Regions from separate parts of the Sus scrofa genome. Here region 1 is linked to region 2. The links are chromatin contacts, called in public HiChIP or PLAC-seq maps. All regions are on one chromosome and are shown on one strand. The core of a region is the stretch at or near the end of the contact, and the rest is flanking DNA. Distances in the headings are between cores, read along the strand shown.

Region 1 (2,700 bases), core at 8-2,507, 76 kb before region 2:
GGGATCCTGACCGGATTCTGACTAACGTCGGAGTTCTCACGGAGGTACACAAGGCCACAGACGCACCAAGGCAAACACATGTTAAGACACACAACGCACAGATCCATGAGCATATACACCAAAAGATACACAAGGAGAAATACTGACTCTTGCCATTACATAAAGACATCCAAACACAGCAGTACATACATGCCAGTTAAAAGTCAGACCAAAATTTGGGCTGGCCCTATGTGAGCAAAGCTCAGAGACAAAAATCTACCTTCCAAGACAGGTAAATAAGGAGGTGATAGGTTCTTTAAATATCCAGTGTATGTAGGGCGTTAAAGTCCTCTTTTATGTGTCATCGGCTAATAGTAATTGACATGAGCAAAGAAGGCTAATCGAAAATGACAGATGTTTGGGAGTTCCCTTGCGGCTCAGTGGGTTAAGGACCCAGTGTTGTCACTGCAGCGGCTTGGATCACTGCTGTGGTGCAGGTTTGATCCCTGGCCTAGGAACTTCTACACACTGTGAGTGCAGCAAAAAATAAAAATAAATAAAATGAGAAGTTTTTTTTTTTCTTGCTTTTTAGGGTCGCCCCCGCGGCAGATGGAGGTTCCCAGGCTAGGGGTTGTCAAATCAGAGCTGTAGCCACTGGCCTACGCCACAGCAACAGCAACGCCAGATCCGAGCAGTGTCTGCGACCTATACCACAGCTCACGGCAACACCGGATCCTTAACTTAAACCACTGATTGAGGCCAGGGATCAAAACTGCATCCTTATGGGTGCTAGTTATGATTTGTTTCTGCTGAGCCACGAAGGGAACTCCAATGAGAGGTTTGAAGAGCAAACCAAATGAAGAGAGTCCACCTCTGACTTGACAGTGGAAATCCTTGGGAAGGACTTGATTTTACAGGCTTGGGTTTACAGATCATTCCAGAAGACGAAAGTCACATGAAGCAAGGCATACCTGCAGCAGGGAGCGGTCAGCTCCTAGCACTGAAGCTGCTCCCTTCCCCTACCTCTCAGGCCCCAGCCGCCCCCTCCCACCCCACAACCCCTCCAGCCCACTCACTGGTCTTACGTCCTGGGGAGCTGTGGTGCAGGGCCCCTGCCCAGGACCAGCGCTGCTGCCGGATTTCAGCCCACGTCTTTTTCACTGACCGCTGGATGGCTGCTTCATAGCGCTCCTGGTGGGGAGGGGTGGGGGAGAGGTCTGGGCTCAGCACTGCTCTTCCTACCTGGGAGAACGACTCCCCCCTCTCTGGGAACGGTGCCTCCCCATCCGGGAGAAGGTTTCCCTGACTCACGACAAGTAACCAAGGTTACGGAGTCCTCACTATGATTAAAGACAGTTTGCAACAGATCCCTTTCAACTCGTTCTTGGGGAGCTTTTCACTGTTCTTGACTCATTTCCTGAGTGTATGAGCTGTTTCTCTGAGGACGGGGTGGGGGTGGGACTCTCCCGGCCTGGGATGCCACTGGCACTGAGCCACTGGCACTGAGGGTCCTGATCTTGGGGCTGTGTTTGCTTTCAGCCCGAGGCCCCAGGCAGGGCCAGGCTGCGTTTTTCTTCCTTTTTCTTCATGGTGCTCTAGCCAAGGCTGTCCTAGCTCTGACTAGGAGCTCACTCAGCACACTCACACAGACACATCTCTGCACACCTACTCACAGGCACACACACACTCACAGCACTTGGTTACAGGTGCCCACCCAGGCACATACAGAACCAAACGGTCTGCAGTCCCCACAGGACACAGCTGCACACATGAACCCAGATGTGCATGCCCACTGAGTCAGCGTGCAGAAGTGTGCACACACACGCACACAGAGCCACACGTGCCTGGTCGGAAAGCGGCACAAGCGCACCTTGTTTTTCTCCAGCTTCTGCCGCTGCCGCTCCTCCAGGGCTGCCCGGCGTTGCTCGGCTTTGAGCCGCTGCTCCTCCAGACGCCGCCGGCGCTCCTGGAGCTGCTTCTCCCGCAGCGCCTTGGCCTTTTCCTCCTTCTCCAGCCACACCGCCTTCTTGGCCGCTGTAGGGAAAGGAGTCCCAGGGGGTGTGAGGGGTCCTGCCGCGCCCAGCCCGGCAGGAGTCTCCTCCCGAGCCCGGCCTGTTCCTCCCTCCTAGGCGGGTCTTCCGCCTGCCTGGTGGGGAGGGGCCTCTGCTCTCAGACTCCGCCCCCTCCAAATTGAAGGGCATCCTGAGGATGGGCTCGGGCTCAGGATGAGGGATTCCTTCAAGGGAGGCCTGTTTTTCCCTCTTTGGCTTCACAGTCTCTGGGCGCGCAAGGAGAGACAAACTTTTTTTGTTGTTGTTTTTTGGTATACAAACTCTTGAGCGCCAGGTCCCTGTCCGACTTCAGGGCCTCCAGGACAGATTTCCAAGTACCATGATTCAGGGTAGATGAGCCTTCTGAGTCTGAATCAGCTCCTCCCCTAGCTGTGTGGCTCAGGCAAAAGATTTCGTCTTTCTGAGCCTCTGTTTCCCCATCTTCAAAATGGGTAGAGGGGGAGTTCCCATTGTGGTGCAGCGAAAACGAATCTGACTAGTATCCATGAGGATGTGGGTTTGATCCCTGGCCCCACTCAATAGGTCGGGGATCCACTGTGAGCTGCAGTGTAGGTCACAGACGAGGCTCAGATCCCGTGTTGCTGTGGCTGTGGCGTAGGCCAGCAGCTGTAGCTCCGGTTTGACCCCTAGCCTGGGAACCTCCATATGC
Region 2 (2,700 bases), core at 32-2,531:
CAGCTGCTGGCCAACGCCAGAGCCACAGCAATGCGGGATCCAAACCATGTCTGCAACCTACACCACAGCTCATGCCATGCTGGATCCCCCTGAGCAAGGCCAGGGATGCAACCTGCAACCTCATGGTTCCTAGCCAGATTTGTTTCCACTGTGCCATATGGGAACTCCTGAAATCTAACTTCTAAGGTTCAACTTTCTACTGAAAATGCTTTTCTAAATCTAGATTTCCCGAGACTTAACCCCTTTTACCATCACACCAGTGACCAGTGTCTTCGTCCAGAAATTCTTGAGTTTTGTTGTTACGCATCTCCCCACTTCTCCTATCAAACAATTTCCTTCTCTAGCTCCTTTTCCTCCTTCAGGGTTCTGGGTGTGGCCCTTTTCCCTTACTATTCTATATGCTCTCCCAGAAGACTCATTCTCTGCTTGACCTCAGCTGTGATACTGAGCTGAGATCTGGGTGATGAGCAGACTGCCCAGGGGAGAGAGCTTTACAGGCAAACGGACAGCGGTACATGCAAAGGCCTCGGCAAGAGGAAGCACGATGTGACAGCAATGCAGAGCGGTACAAGATGAAACTGGGGCCGCAGGGGAGGACCGGCCACAGATGGCACGTTAAAGAGTTTGATTCTGTCTTAATGGTAATGGAAAATCACTGCAGAGCTTCACGCGCGCGGGAGGCAGCCATCAGATCTGTTTTCAGATGCGCACTCCCAGCTGCGTGGAGATGGACCGGTGGTGCACTGATCCAGGAGAACTGGGTAAATCGGGTCGAATCGGCAGGGGTGTACTACTGGACAAGGCAATCTAGGCGTGGCCTGTACCGCGGGAGGATGGGGTTGCCAGGCCCGTAACCGGCAAACGTCTGGGGCGAGACTCGTGAAGATGGGGCTCGGATTTAAACAAGCTGAGTCCGAGGTGCCCGCAAGTCCTGCAGATCCGGCCACTCACTCCCGCTGCGGTTCCCTCCCTCCCAGCGTCCCTCGCGACCCTTGGCCTCCACGTGCCCCAGTGCGTCCGGGCCCGCCCACCTGTCCGCGGGCTCCCCGCCGATCCGGGGTCCGGCTCCAGGTCCTGGACCTGACGCAGGACTGACGTCAGGTCGACCGTGTCGCGCGCCTCGTAGACGGCGCCCACGCAGTCCCCGAGCAGCGCGCCAGCCAGGCAGCCTCGGAAGCGGGAGAGGGAGCGGGCCGCCCCTGCCCCTCCGGAGGCCGCTGCCGCCGCCGTCATCGCTGCCACTGCCATCCGCGCCGATCCGCAGCCACTTCCGGTGCGGCCGACGCGTGCCCAGCGGCGCCGCTTCCCTGGCCCCACAGCGACACCCCGAGGCGCGGAGTCATAATTCCCGCGCGCGAGTGACCTGGGTGGTCCCGCAGCCCTGGTTCGATTGGGCTCGGCCTCTGGTTTTAGTCCCCATCCCCCACCCCTGGAAAGGGCATCACAGTCGGACGGGACGTCCACTAAAGGGTCCCCAGGGGTGGGCACTGAGCCAGACTGTAGGGTCACTGGCTCCGAGGCCTTTATGTGCCCGGGTACCCCAGCCCTCCCAGGGCAGCCGCCGCTCATGGCCCCCACTCAGGGCTGGGTGCCCCTCATCCCCAAGCCCTCCCCCCATCACCCTGGCCCCCTCAGGGCCTCTCCTAGGCATCCAGAGGGCAGGCTAGGGTCCAACTGGGGCAGAGCTTGTTGGAGGTCGCACAGCTAGAGCCCAGGGGTGCTGGCCTGGTCGAGACAGGCCCCCTGAGGGGAGAAAGGGGAAGGAGTGGGATTTGGAACTTGGAGCTTGAGGGATGATGTTCCCCGCCTGTGCTCCTCCAACTACAGGGGTAGCAGAGAACCCTCTGGACTGAGAACCCCCCACCTTTATTGACTCATTATCCCCACCTCCACTTCATTTCCCACCAGCCTTCCCCTCTGTTCTCAGCCCCTCGCTAGGTCAGCTCCAGCTGGCAGGTCTTGAGTGGACTCAGGGTGCGGTTTGTGGTGCGTGTGAAGGTGTCCACCTCAGGCACAAACTTCTCAGCAGGCACGGTCAGCTTCCGACGAGTATCCATGCACTTGGTGTCCAACAGCATGGAGTTGGCCTTGCAGGCGATATCAGCCTGCAGCCGAGCCAGGTGCTTGTACAGGGCATCCAGAGCGTCCCTGGGGAGGGAGGATTAACAACCCACCACCACTACATGAGGCTGGGCAGGCAGGGCTGAGCTTACCCACCTTGAGTCAGGAAGCCAGCAGGGAAGCCAGCAGGCAGCACGCCGCTGGGGTGGTGGGAGTTGTCTCCCCGCCCCTCCTGCTCACTCCCCAAACCTACTGTGCTTGAGCCAGCTTCTGCTTCAGGGCGGCAATGGTTGCCTCTAACTGGTGAACCTCATCAGTGAGGCCGAACTGTGCCTGGAGGTAGAGGAGCAGGTGGGAGGGAATCCCAGGTCAGCCAGGCTGTCCTTCTGCCCATGGGCCAGGGGGTGGCCTATGCCAGAACCCCTGCTCCACCAGGGAGCCCGTGCCCCGCTGGGGTGCCCTCATACCTGGTCACGGCAGAGTTCCACATTAGGCCGGTAGGTCCTGGTCTCTAGCCGGGTATGGCATAGCTTCAGGTTCTGCAACTTTCTGCGCAGATCCTCCTCCAGGTGCCGGATGTCCTCCTGCAGCTCAGCAATCTCCTCCAAGGTCTGCAGGGACAGAGGGACTGGTCTCCAC

What was found. HiChIP or PLAC-seq counts read pairs in DNA pulled down with a chosen protein or histone mark.
Region 1: an H3K27ac HiChIP or PLAC-seq map of alveolar macrophages shows a contact between it and region 2. The contact joins the enhancer-like site here to the promoter of ADPRHL2 in region 2. A contact is called at or near these places in 10 of 47 Hi-C or Micro-C datasets (blood, embryonic fibroblasts, fetal heart ventricle and 4 more) and 2 of 2 datasets of contacts at active chromatin or transcription factors (alveolar macrophages and skeletal muscle).

What each region holds. Positions count from the first base shown.
Region 1 is chr6:92,313,503-92,316,202 of Sscrofa11.1, reverse strand. MAP7D1 (MAP7 domain-containing protein 1) reads right to left here. Exons shown (of 18, transcript XM_021095927.1): 4 at 1,850-2,013; 5 at 1,065-1,170. Among named protein-coding and RNA genes, the nearest start is that of MAP7D1, 17 kb to the right of the region's middle. Within about 2 kb of position 1,257, at least 15 of the 83 cell types and tissues checked have an H3K27ac peak or open chromatin away from gene starts, as enhancers often do. A contact at or near this core is called in alveolar macrophages and embryonic fibroblasts, where this site is marked.
Region 2 is chr6:92,237,048-92,239,747 of Sscrofa11.1, reverse strand. It overlaps ADPRHL2 (poly(ADP-ribose) glycohydrolase ARH3), which reads right to left and starts at 1,281. Exons shown (of 6, transcript XM_003127788.4): 1 at 1,032-1,281. The coding sequence starts at 1,248. It overlaps TEKT2 (tektin-2), which reads right to left. Exons shown (of 10, transcript XM_005665212.2): 8 at 2,529-2,672; 9 at 2,315-2,394; 10 at 1,623-2,148. The coding sequence ends at 1,935.